Linked DNA regions of Ovis aries: region 2 is linked to region 1. The links are chromatin contacts, called in public Hi-C maps. All regions are on one chromosome and are shown on one strand. Each heading gives the region's core, a stretch centred on a gene start, on an enhancer-like site or on the middle of the called end of the contact. The rest is flanking DNA. Distances are from core to core; before and after follow the strand shown.

Evidence for each region. A called contact is a pair of places that touch in the nucleus more often than the background predicts.
Region 2: a Hi-C map of liver shows a contact between it and region 1, with 4 times the contacts expected there. The contact joins two enhancer-like sites. A contact is called at or near these places in 12 of 16 Hi-C or Micro-C datasets (blood, hypothalamus, liver and 7 more).

Annotation. Positions count from the first base shown.
Region 1 is chr26:13,201,013-13,207,714 of ARS-UI_Ramb_v3.0, forward strand. No RefSeq gene overlaps it. Among named protein-coding and RNA genes, the nearest start is that of WWC2, 16 kb to the right of the region's middle. Within about 2 kb of position 3,814, at least 5 of the 54 cell types and tissues checked have an H3K27ac peak or open chromatin away from gene starts, as enhancers often do. A contact at or near this core is called in liver, where this site is marked.
Region 2 is chr26:13,334,357-13,341,058 of ARS-UI_Ramb_v3.0, forward strand. WWC2 (WW and C2 domain containing 2) reads left to right here. Exons shown (of 23, transcript XM_027962647.2): 10 at 1,018-1,107; 11 at 2,215-2,837; 12 at 5,262-5,391; 13 at 6,383-6,463; 14 at 6,556-6,642. Among named protein-coding and RNA genes, the nearest start is that of CLDN22, 32 kb to the right of the region's middle. Within about 2 kb of position 2,380, at least 2 of the 54 cell types and tissues checked have an H3K27ac peak or open chromatin away from gene starts, as enhancers often do. A contact at or near this core is called in liver, where this site is marked.

The sequences.
Region 1 (6,702 bases), core at 2,564-5,063:
GGGTCCCGGTGCACACAAGGTTTTGTTTGTGCCCTCCAAGGGTCTGTTTCCCCAATCCTGTGGAAGTTCTGTAATCAAATCCCACTGGCCTCAAATTCAAATTCCCTGGGGGTTCTCAGACCCTCTGCTGGATCGCCAGGTTGGGAAATCTGTTGTGGGCCCTAGAACTTTCCCAACAGTGTGAGAACTTCTGTATAATTCTTCTCCAGTCTCTGGGTCATCTGCTCAGTGGCTTTATGGTGGAAATAATGGCGACCTCCTCCAAGAGGTTTTATGCCACACATCGTGCCACTGGGGTCTGCTGCAGCCAGAGCTCCTGTCCCTGCGGCAAGCCACTGCTGCCCCACACCTCCGCAGGAGATACTCAGATGCTCAAAGGCAGGTCTGGCTTAGTCTCTTGTGGGGTCCCTGGGTCCTGATGCACACAAGTTTTTGTTTGAGCCCTCTGAGCACTTCCGGTGGGTATGGAATTTGCTTCTGAACATGATTTCGCCCTCCTACTGTCTTGTTGGAGCTTCTCCTTTGCCCTTGGACACAGTTCTTCCACAGGACTGGAAAAGGTCAGTTTTCATTCCAATCCCCAAAAAAAGGCAATGCCAAAGAATGCTCAAACTATCGCACAATTCCACTCATCTCACACACTAGCAAAGTAATGCTCAAAATTCTCCAAGCCAGGCTTCAAAGTACGAGAACCGAGAACTTCTAGATGGTCAAGCTGGATTTAGAAAAGGCAGGGGAATCAGAGATCAAATGGCCACCATCCGTTGGATCACAGAAAAAGCAAGAGAATTCCAGAAACATCTACTTCTGCTTCTTCGACTACGATAAAGCCTTTGACTGTGTGGATCACAATAAACTGTGGAAAATTCTTCAAGAAATGGGAATACCAGACCACCTTACCTGCCTCTTGAGAAACTTGTATGCAGGTCAAGAAGCAACAGTTAGAACCAGACAGACTGGTTCAAAATTGGGCAAGGAGTACGTCACAGCTATATATTGTCACTTTGCTTTTTAATTTAGATGCAGAGTACATCATGTGAAATGCCAGGCTGGATGAAGCTCAAGCTGGAATCAAGATTGCAGAGAGAAATATCAACAACCTCAGATATACAGATAATACCACTTTTATGCCAGAAAGTGAAGAGGAACTAAAGAGCCTCTTAATGAGAGTAAAAGAGGAGAGTGAAAATGCTGGCTTAAAACTCAATGTTCAAAAAACTAAGATCATGCCATCACTTCATGGCAAATAGATGGGGAAACAATAGAAACAGTGACATCTGGGCTCCAAAATCACTGCAGATGGTGACTGCAACCATGAAATTAAAAGACACTGGCTCCTTGGAAGAAAAGCTATGACCAACCTAGACAGCATATTAACAAGCAGATACATTACTTTGCCAAAAAAGGTCTGTAGAATCAAAGCTATGGTTTTCCCAATAGTCATATACAGATGTGAGAGTTGGACTATAAAGAAAGCTGAGCGCCACAGAATTTATGCCTTTGAAATGTGGTTTTGGAGAAGACTCTTGAGAGTCTCTTGGACTGCAAGAAGATCAAACCAGTCAAACCTAAAGGAAATCAGTCTTGAATATTCATTGGAAGGACTGCTGAAGCTGAAGCTCCAATACTTTGGCCACTTGATGCAAAAACCTGCATATCAGAAAAGACCCTGATGCTGGGAAAGATTGAGGGCAGGAGAAGGGGATGACAGAGGGTTAAATGGTTGAATGGCATCACTGACCCAATGGACATGAGTTTGAGCAAACTCTGGGAGATGGGGAAGGACAGAGAACGCTGGCGTGCTGCAGTCCATGGGGTCACAGAGTCGGACACATCTGAGCGACTGAACTGAACTGAAGTGTTGACAATGGGATCACTTTCCATGAATCCGCCTTCCTCTGTGTGCACACAGAAGATTCAATTCCTCATCTCCTGCATTCCCTGGCTGATGAGCCATCCTTCGGCAAAGTTCTGTTGATTTCCTGGGGAAGAGCTGCAAAGTTTCGGCCCTCACAGAGATCTCCATTCCCCCACCAAGTCTCACTCCTTTATCTGCTGAAGACCTTCCCTTGGGAGTCTGTGGATCTTCAACTGCCCCAAGAACGAGATTGAAGTGAGGTTCCATTTCCTTTTCTTTACTATGCAGGATTTCACATACGAATTCACGTAACATTTGTGGAAGAGTTTGTAGGAATATTTATGCAAGGCTCCCCAGGAAAGCATTTGACTGCAATGGACTTGAGTCAAGGATTCTTGACACTTTCCAAGGAGTGCCTCTGATCCTTGACCATTTGCAACAGTGATGCAGGGCCATGGCATCCTTGGTATCCACGGTATCCATGGTATCCTTGAAGTTTTTTCAGTAGGCCTAGGATGAATGAGGGATGCCTGCACCCAAATTATTCTCCTCAGTTCTGCACGTTAATGTGGATAAGATAGGATGAGATCAAAACCACAGTGAGATCTCTAACCTTGTGCTTGTTAGAACTGTCGTCATCAAGAAGCCAAGAGATAGCAGAAGCTGGTGAGGATGAAGAGAAATGGTAACCCTGATGCCCTGTTGGAAAGACTGGAAAATGGTACAGTCAGTATGGAAAACAGTACAGAGGCTCTTCAAAACGTGAAAAATAGAAGCACCATATAATTCAGCAAGTCCACATCTCAGGATGTATCTGAAAAAATGAACACATTATGTCGAAGTGCTATCTGTACCCCGTGTTCACTGCAGCACTATTTGTAAGTGTCCAGTGACAGATAACAGATAAAGAAGTTGCGGTATATATGCATATGTGTGAGTGTGTGTGTGTGCTTTCAAATACACATGTGGTTGCTAGTCATGTCTGACTCTTTGCGACCCCAGACTACAGAATGCCAGGCTCCTCTGTCCTCCACTATTTCCTGTCTGTGCATGCATGCTTAGTTGCATCAGTCGTGTCCGACTCTGTGCGGCCCCAGGGACCATGGCCCGCCAGGCTCCTCTGTCCATGGGACTCTCCAGGCAAAACCACTGAAGTGGGTTGCCATTTCCTTCTCCAACTGTCTCCTGGAATTTGCTCGAATTCATGTCCACTGAGTTGGTGATGCTATCCAACTATCTCCTATATATATATACACACATATGCATACGTACATACATACATATATACAAAGGGGGGTTTCCCAGGTGACGCTAGTGGTAAAGAACCTGCCTGCCAATGCAAGAGATGCAGGTTCGATTCCTGGGTGGGGAAGATCCCCTAGAGAATGAAATGGCTACCCACTCCAGTATCACGCCTGGAGAATCCCATGGACAGAGGAGCCAGGTAGGTTATACAGTCCAGAGGGTCCCAAAGAGTCAGACATGACTGAGTGACTGAGCACACACACAGAAAAAAACCGGGAGAAAGGAATACACACACATCTCCACATTTATGCACGTCTATCATCTCCACCTTCACTGAAAGAGAAAGAAGTATACCGGGAAGAAACAGCAGATTCAGAAACAGCAGTCAGACTCTCTAGTCGTCTTTCCATACAGCAGGAGGGAGAGACAAAGAGTGTCACTCCTCCTTGTGAGTGACAGTTTGTTTTTGTTTTTTTAACAGATCTTTTTTCTGGCTGTGGCACACAGCATGCAGGATCTTAGTTCCCCCACCAGGAGTCGAACCTATGCCCCCTGCAATGGACACGCTGAGTCCTAACCAGTGGACCACCAGGGAAATGCCCTCTTTACAGTTCCACAGCAGGTCTTTATAGCTTCACCTGTACGGTCCTGCTCCCCCACCCCCTCCTGGATACTGTCAGAGACTTACAGGCAGGGGAGTGTCTGATTCTTACTGACGCCAGAGTAGCAAAGGCATTCACACCCCAGGAATGCTTGAACAGAGCCAAGAACAGGGCTTAATCAAATAGGTGGAAGATTGCTTCACCCGTTTGTAAGGAGAGTCTCCCAGCTTGCACCTTGGACTTTTCAAAAGAGGCCAAGAGTGCTCTCTGCTAAAAAGAAAAACCCCCTTTCTCAACACATCTTTTGCTGTCACTTGTCAACACACTATTTTTTTTTTTCTTTTTGCACTGAGAAACCAGAGCAAAACGTAGGAGTGAAATTTGTAGCTATTTAACTCAAAAACCAAAGACCAGCCAGATGGTTTAGAAGCCAACAGTGGTTGGATGACCATGACTTTTAGCTGTGTGTTTGCAAACACAAATGTATGTTACATCGTGTATTTTCACACAGAAAGTCACTGTAGCACATACAACCTTTCTACGTTCAATGCTAATCAATACCCGCCCTGTGATACATTTTTCTGCCTTCACAGAGTTAAACAGAAATCCACCAAGGGATTTAGCTAGTAGGTGGCTCCAGTGAATATATTTAAGTCAAGAAATTCTCAATACGAGATTTCTCTGGGCACGGAGCCCAAATTAGTCTTATGGAGCTCAATCTCTCATATTTATTTTCAAGTAAATTCTTTATAAATTATCATTCTATTATCCATGATATAAACTTTGAGGGGTCAATATATAAGAGAGAAAAAAGCAGAAGGCTGTGCAACTTACAACCACAATGGCAGAAAAATGGAGTTTTCATGCCAGTTAGAATATAAGAGCCAGAAGAGCAGGCGGATTTTCTGGGCTTTATGGCAGCTCAGAGTCCATCTGTTTCATCTGCTATTTGGCTGTCTGAACGGTTGGACTTTATTTCCTCTACATCATCCTGAACTTTTAAGAACAAACAAAAACTTTTAGCCAAGGATTGGGCACAGATGTGTTGCATTACATATTTAAATAGGCTTTATGTGCACCTCCTCTATAAATCTTGGATAATTTATTGTATTTGGGCTCCAGAATTCTATTTCTCTGAGTCTTCAACCTGCCAGTTCAGTGTCTAGCATAAAACAGCTATTCAAGACAAATATTGTTTATTAACACACAGACACGAAATCTGGAAAGATGGTACTGATGAACCTGTCTGTGAGGCATCAGTGGAGACACAGACATAGAGAACAGACTGTGGAGAAGGGGTTGGGGCGGGAAGAAGAGGGTGAGACGAATTGAGAGCGTTGAAACATACACACTATCATATGTAAAATTAGAGAGTCGGGAAATTTGCTGTATGACACAGTGAGCTCAAACCTGCAGCTCTGTGACAACCTAAAGGGGTGGGAGGCAGGAAGGAGGTTCAAGAGGGAGGGGACATATGTATACCTATGGCTGATTCATGCTGATGTATGGCAAAAACCAACACAGTATTGTAAAGCAATTATCCTCTAAATAAAAACAAATAAATTTTTTCAATAATAAAAAGAATACTGGATATTTGAAAGTCCCAATCAGGCCACATAAACTGCAAAAGCAAGCAAAATTATTTAGAAATAGTTCTTATTTAAAGATTTTGGCTAGTGTTTTTTAAAGTTCTAATTATTCTTGTTTGTACTAAAAACATTACTTCAACGGGTTTGATTGTATCATACAGTAAACTTTTGTTACATACAAAATATACAATATTTTTAAATTGTCCATATGATATGTATTTTATGGCAGTCCTAGAGTACTAGCCCATGCTGCATGAACTGTGTTAAATTCCTATCAAGATAGAATCATAGATCTGGAAGAAATCCCAAGTTAGCAAACGGTTCAGCCTGCTCCCATGCAGATGCACCAATCTCCTGTAAGAGGCGACGGTGGTCTCTGCACATTTAGAAATCTCTCCATAAGGCACCCTCTGAAGGGCAGAGGAAGGGAGACTCCAATAGGGCAGCCGATGGCCCACTGTTGGCTTCAAGGCTGAGTAGGTTGGACAGACTTGTCCCCAACACAGTCTCATTGGAGGAAGCCTGTGCTTGCTCCTTTTGTGGGAGAGTTTTTGCCTCATCCTAAACAGCCTGGGGTCACTGCCTGGAACCTAGGTTTACTGAATGGGGGAAACCAGGTTTGGCCCAGTGGACCAAGCTGTCCAAAAATAAGGCGCTAACTGGGGAATCGGGGCAGCTGCCAGACTAGACTTTGAGTCCTCTTACAGTCTGGGTTAGAAGGCCATGGTGGCAGACACGGCATCAGGCAGAGACAGCAGAAGGGCATGGACCACAGCAGTGGGCACACCTCCCGGACAGAGCTGCTGTTGGTGAGCCCAGCTAGCAAGCCGAGTGCACCTAGAGGCCTGTCTACAGAATACAGGCGCCCTCTCGCTGTGCCAACTGTGTTAAAACCTGTGGGATTCTAACTTACGCAGATGACTAAGTGAACATGCAGAGGTTAACGCCGTTGAAAGAAGAATTTCTTACATTTTCCGAAGGAAGTGGGGCACACGGGGGCACATGGAGAAGCACCAGGGTTGGTCAGAGCAGAAGCAGGAGTGGGAAGACCACAGACCCCAACCTCTACTGGGGTTTCCCTGGGAAAGGCAAGGTTTAGGGTCAGCTTGAATAACTCGAGCATGGGCTTCAAAGCATAGGGGCTGTCCTTGGTTGTCTGGTTCACAGCCCTGGGTTGATACAGAGCTGGGGAAATACGGGCTTGGTGTGTGAGAGTTAAATAAAGGAGGTGGTTGGGAATATGCGTTTGGGATTGGGTGGTGGCGGGGGGGGGGGGGGGGGGGGGGGAGCAGGTTGTGGCACGAATTTCACACACCCCACCCCCCACAAAAGCTGGACCACAGTGGATATGGAAACAACTTTGGCTGTTCGTCTGGCCCTGGGATGGCTGACTGCCAAGTGGACAAAC
Region 2 (6,702 bases), core at 1,130-3,629, 130 kb after region 1:
GATTGGTTTTGATGTCTGCGGAGTTCTTTCACGCACGTGGCTGGCTCTGTTTGATCTCTTGCACAGCCTTAGCAGGTGGACACGGCAGGATTATAATCACCATTTTACAGATGAGGAAGTCAGGAGCCACAGTTAGGTGACTTACCATAAGCACACGCCAGTAAGCAGCCCACCCCAGAACCGAAATTGTGGTGGTTTCCTGGGTCTCCTTCTGCTCTTTTCAATGATGTCTAAAGATCCTGATGTAGACAGTATGCTTGATGTATTTTTAAAATGGCTTACTCAAGTACACAGTTCCATAATACCTGGATTTTTTTTTCAATCTCATAAACACTTGTTCAGCTGAATGTGGATTAAATTTCATGAAAATCCAGTCGCAGGTGATGAGAGGTGCTGTTAATGGAAATCACTTTTATGTCTTTTGCTTGCTCAAAGGGTTAAGCCAAGATTAGCTCACATTGGCAACATGGACACTGGACTAATTTGTTTCTTAATCGCCAGAATTCTCATCAAAATGAGATTGGAATTCTTGTCACTGAATGTGATTTCGGAACAGTCCTTACCAAATTCCATGCTCAGATGATCTTTCCTAATTCCTGTTATTTCCTAATTCCTGTTATTGTTGTCAGATGTTTTAGTAACGGAAGCGGAAGTCACGAGCCTGCAGAAGGATCCTTAATCTTCGCTCATCTCCTTTGTTTTCTTTTCCTCCCCACTGTCTTTCCCTAATTTGTGAGTGTGAGGTTTTTTTACTCATTTAAGAAAATTTTAGAATACCAGAACTCTGCAAGGTCTAGTAACACTGGCCATGTGGACATCCCTCCACCTTCGCCCAGTGGCTGCGGATGGCTCTGACCACTTTCCTTCTGATGGGTGGTTCTGTTTTCTCTGTGTTGAGTTCATTTGGATTTCACAAGGGAAAATAATAAGAATCTTTTTATTCTCCCTTCAGTTTCTATGCTTATCGTCATTATGTTGAAAATAAATTTATTTATCTCCTTTTTTTTTTTTGTCTAGATTGAAATTGGAAGAGCGAAGGAAAGAGCTGCTACAGAAACTTGAAGAAACTACTAAATTAACTACATATTTGCATTCACAACTTAAAAAGTAAGTCTGTTTTGTTCCTGAAGGGAAAATTTTTCTTGGCTACCTTCAGGCATGTTGCAATTCTGCTTCAATTACCTCCTCTTTATTTTTGATGACTTAAAAGTAAGAAAATAGTTGCACTAGTACGGTTAAAACCTGAATGACCAGATTTAAAGTTGGAGAGATTTGTTTGTTTGCTTTCATGAACCCCAGGGTCCTATTTGGAAGCTGTTTGCAGTGTGTTGGGAAGAAGATATATTTTAATGACCAGGACATACTTAGGAAAATAACACATTTCTCCACATCATCCCTTCTTTTAAAAAGGGAGATTTGCCCTAAAATAGCCACACATTCACTTCCAAAATATACACAGAAAGAGGAAGAAGGGGAGTGAGCCTAGCGGCCTTTGTCTTTAGAAGCTGGCTTTTTCCTCTCTCACAATAAAAGATTTCGTTCTTTAAGTAAAGTCACAGCAGTAACCCTTCATGCTGTTTACCTCCACACACACACTTTTATATATCTTTAGTTGCACAGTTGCTTCTGGATATTTATGCGGATAGATTTATCAGTAGATGTTTGATCCCTTTTTAAATTTTTTGTAAACTTTTACACAAGGAGGATGATTTTTGGTAAGGTAGGATTGCTCCTCAGAGAATCTTTTGAGAGCCGGGTTGGAAATGTTTGAGACTGGGCATGGAAACATGTGGCGTGGCTGCAGGTGCCCTTTCCCTGGTCGCTGACCTTGATCTTTGACATCACTGGGTTCCTTCCCTCTCTGCCAAAGGAGCCAGCAAGGGCTTCCATCCACATCATCGCAGCTTCTTGCTTTGTTTCTGTTTGGTCTTACTTATTTATTTTGGCTGCGCTGGTTTTCCGTCGCTGAACCGGCTTTTCTCCAGCTGTGCCGAGCAGGGGCCCCTCTAGCTGCTGTGCTTGGGCTGCTTGTGGCAGTGGCGTCTCTTGTCGAGGAGCACAGGCTCCAGGGTGCTCGGGCGTCCGTAGCTGCAGCTCCCAGGCTCAGCAGCTGTGGTGCACAGGCTGCACGGCTGCTCAGCATGCGGGGTCTCTGCCACTGAGCCGCCAGGGAAGCCCACGTCCAGGCTCTCACTGTACGCCTTCCTCTCCCAGCCTCTCCGCCAGCACGCTGTCCGTGTCCTCTGGGAGCAGCCTGGGCTCCCTGGCCTCCAGCCGGGGGTCCCTGAACACATCCAGCAGAGGGTCGCTCAACTCCCTCAGCTCCAGCGAGCTCTACTACACCAGCCAGGGCGACCAGCTGGACGCGGATTATCAGTACAAACTGGACTTCCTCCTGCAGGAGAAAGGCGGCTACATGCCTTCCGGCCCCATCACCACCATCCACGAACACGAGGTGGCCAAGTCCCCCAGCCAGCCTGGCCAGAGCGGCCCCGGGGGGGCGGCGGCCGCAGCCCCAGGCCACCCCACCCCCCTGGCAGAGGCCCCCAAGTCCGTAACGTCCCTGTCCTCGAGGTCCTCCCTGTCTTCCCTGTCCCCGCCCGGCTCCCCGTTGGTCTTGGAAGGCGCATTCCCCATGTCTCCCCACGACGGCCCCCTCCACCAGTTCTCTGCTGACTTTGAGGACTGTGAGCTGAGCGGTCACTTTGCAGACATCAGCCTCAGAGAGCATCAGCTGCTGCTGGACCCTGACCCGGGAGGAGCGCCCCCGTCTCTGCTGGACGAGAACAAGGAGCTTGGCGAGTGTGCTCAGGAGCCACTGTACGAGGGGCCCGCAGGTACACAGAGACCACGCTCTAAGCTGCCCCCGCCAAACCATCTTCAGGGATGAGGGGAGGTTACTTTTTCTGTGGGAGCAAGTATTGGTACACGTCCCCCTTCTCTTTCTGCTGCTCTTTTTTCATTTTGGCTTCATTTGGGAAAGAACGTTTATTGCTATAACTCGCACAGTTGTTTTTTTTTTTTCTCATCGAATATAAATCGCCTTCCGTATTTAATAGATTTAACCGTTAAATGTCCATTTTGTCGTCTGGAACCCTGCAGTGTCCTGAGCTGCCTGGGGACATACTTTGTGAACATTCTTCAGGCTTCCAGATAAGGGGCTGTTTCTGAAATAGTGAGGTGGGGAAGAGGACTTTTTTTATTTTTTTTTCAAAGTTGGCCTAAAACAGATTCAAACCAAGGCAATTAGCATAGCAGCTAATTAGTACCAAGGTTCAATGTTTAGATTGCTATGGGAATTCTCTATAAATACAGTTTCTGTTTCATGCCAGACTCTCCCTTTCCGCAGAGAGTTAATTTGGAGAAAGCGGTCCCAGCCTGCGGTGTCGCCCTGCCACCTTCTGGCTGTAGAGCTAGTTGCCATGGGGTTGAGTTCCCACTCCTGCCTGAGCTCAGAGAAGCAGAAACAGAGGGGGAGTCTCCTACGCTTTAATTGCTCACCTTTGCGAGGCCAGAGCTTTTAATACAGTGGATGTGGTTGTAAACATCCTGGGATGGCGTGCACCTTGGCTGGCAGGTGGTCACAGCTGTGGTCTGAGGAGCCCGCCCCGAACACGATAAGAAAGAGACTCCAGCGCCCGGGGTGCAGACAGAGATGCTGGGTGGTTCGTGTGCTGCTCGCCCGGCAGGTGCCAAAGCTGCAAGTGACGTGTTGACTGAAATAATCAGCCGCAAAGAAAAGGAGCACCGAAGCAGTGTTTACAGAATGGCTCCAGCAAAGCAGAGACCTGCTGCAGGGCCTCGCACCTGCCCCCAGGGAGGCGTGCGGTGTGTGGCACTGGGGCCCGCCACCCCCCAGAGCCCGCCCGACCTGCACTCACATCTCAGGGGCTCCTCAGTTCCAGCGAGCACATTGCCCCATCTCTCAGGCTCATTAGCTCCTCACCTGCAAGGTGGGGGCAACACGGTATCTACTTCGTGGGGTGCTGGGAAGGTTGATGCTCTCATAATGCATCAGGAGCATCAGCCATGCCTGGCCCTCAGTGTGCCGCTCATGGGAGTTAATATCACCCCTATGACACGGAGCAGTGCAAACTCTGCCAAACCCAGTTCCTACCACAAACCACTGACATCTACAAAGGGAAGATAAAGCAAGAGAGAGGGAAGAGAGAAGAGTGGGTATTGTGCCTTTCTCCTGTGCTCTGGGCCTGAAGGACCCCAGTTCCCGAGCATTTCATCCTGTCCCTGCTGGATGGCGGAAATCAAGAACACCTCCGAAGTCCTTCCGCAGTCACTCTCTGTCAGGCTGCTGTGGTTATTCCTAGGGGTAATCAATAAATCATGTCATCACCTTCACCACTCCTGAAGGAGGGGTGGGTGGAGAGAAGGCACTCCATCATCAAGGAAGATGCCTTCCCCCTGCCAGAAATAGAAAGGGAAAGGCAGAAATCAATCCAGAATCTAGAGCCTCAAGACTTAAACATCTTAACAAGATGTAAAGTCACGACTCAGAAGGGGGGCGAAATGCATACCAGTGTGGATCCCTGCTCTCTGCCGGGCTCTCCACTGGCCGAGGATGAAAGCGCACCATAGGCTTGCAGCTTATTACACGGGAGCGCAGCTTCAGAGGAGGCTGCCGGCTCTCTGCAGGACGCCCAGCCATGAATATGAGTCAGAGATAAAAGTTAAGTGGGAGTCAGTGAGGATTCAGTAACTCACAGTTTTTAATGGTATTTAGCCAGTGAGGAATTCTGTAAGTCAAAGACGTTTCCCCTTTAACTTCTATTAGAGCAGCAGCTGGGGAGATGGAGACTGGAGAGACGTTTCTTCCATCGAGTGCCAGAAGCTGTTATAGAAACTTCTCCAACACTTGAGGGAGGCAGACAGCTTCTTATCCCCGACCGTGGCATCTGTAGTGATCACCCAGACGAGGGAGGCAGAGGACCCAGGAGACAGTGTGCCACTGATCCCTCCCCTTAAAACATCCCGGGACGGGAACACCAGATTCTTTCCCAAATAATGACCAAAATAACGAGCATCCCAGGATTTTGTAAGTCATAGCGCCTGGAATCATCCACTTCTGTTGACTTGAATAGTAACATCCTTGATTCTCAGTGGAAATTTTATTTTGAGTTTCTCAGAACCAAACCATGTGCGTGTGTGCGTGTGTGCGTGTGTGCGTGCGTGCGTGCGTGCGTGTGTTAGACTTAACTTTTCCTAAGAAGAAATATTAATGGTTGCTATCACTCTCGTCTCCCTAGATGTTGAAAAATCGTTACCAAAAAGAAGAGGAATCCGCCTGCTGGGGGAGAAGACCGCCTGTGTGTCGGCTGCGGTCTCGGATGAGTCGGTGGCTGGGGACAGCGGGGTCTATGAAGCGTTCGTGAAACAGTAAGGACCCAGCCCGAGTGGCTGCTGCACGCACGTGGGTGACCGGCTGGGAGGGCCCTGCCCTCTGTCCACTCACTGCAGCGGGGAAGGGCTGAGAAGGTCAGAGGTGCTGGCAGCATCCCACTGGCAGGGAAGTGAGGAACAGGTTGATGTGCTCATCAGCTGAACCTCTTAAGAGACCTAAACGCGATTTTAAAAAATCTATTTATTTTTTTGTGTCAGGTCTAGGTAGCAGCACGGGGCATCTCCACTGTGGTTTGTGGGCTTCTCTAGCTTTGGCGCCCAGACTTCCATGTAGCTGTGGTGCAAGGGCGTCGTTTCCCTGAGGCGTGTTGATCTGAGTTCTCAGACCAGGGGTCACACCCGTGTCCCCTGCGCACTGGACCCCCAGGGAAATCCCGCAAGCGTGATTTGCTGGGCACGCCACAGCGGCCGCCCAGTGCCCATTTGGCTCACGGAGCGTCTCATGTGTGCAGCTCTTGGGCAGCCCAGTCCGGGGTGCGGCACGTCCCGGGGAGCCGTGGGAAAGCCAGCCACCAGGCAGGCCTCCCCCTCGGAGCCCAGGTACAGAGTCCCCCCGACGAGGGGAAGCCAGATTTGAAAGCGCAAGCTTGCACTGGGGTCAGGCCCACGGGCCAGTCCAGGAGTGCCGTTAGTTCAGGTTTTTGTTCAGAATCCGTGAGGGGCAAACAGTTCCCAGGTGTCACAAGTGGTGGAGAACCCACCTGCCAGTGCAGGGAGATGTAAGAGACATGGGCTCAATCCCTGGGTCGGGAAGATCCCCTGGAGGAGGGCACGGCAACCCCCTGCAGTGTTCTTGCCTGGAGAATCCAATGGACAGAGGAGCCTGGTGGGCTACAGTCCATGGGGGTCGCAGAGAGTCAGACACCACTGAAGTGACTTAGCACGCACGCAGGCAGACAGCAATCACAGCTCCGCATTTCCCGGTTCGCAAAACGTTCACCCGCGCCTGCCATTGCCCCGCCCGCAGGCCCAGTGAGGCCGAGGACGTGCCGTACAGCGAGGAGGACGCTGCGATCATGGAGACGGCCCAGGTGCAGATCGGGCTGAGGTGAGGACAGCTCCGGAAGGGCGGCTTCTCACCTCCGTGCACCGGCAAGTGGCCTGTGCCCTGCCTTATCTCATCCACTTCTCTCTTTACAGATACGACGCAAAAAGGTCGAGTTTCATGGTGATTGTAGCACAACTCCGAAATCTGCATGCCTTCCTGATACCTCACTCTTCAAAAGTGTAAGTAAAATCGGGGGAGAACAAATCGAAGAACTTCAAATTCCTGAGAGAGAATTTTAC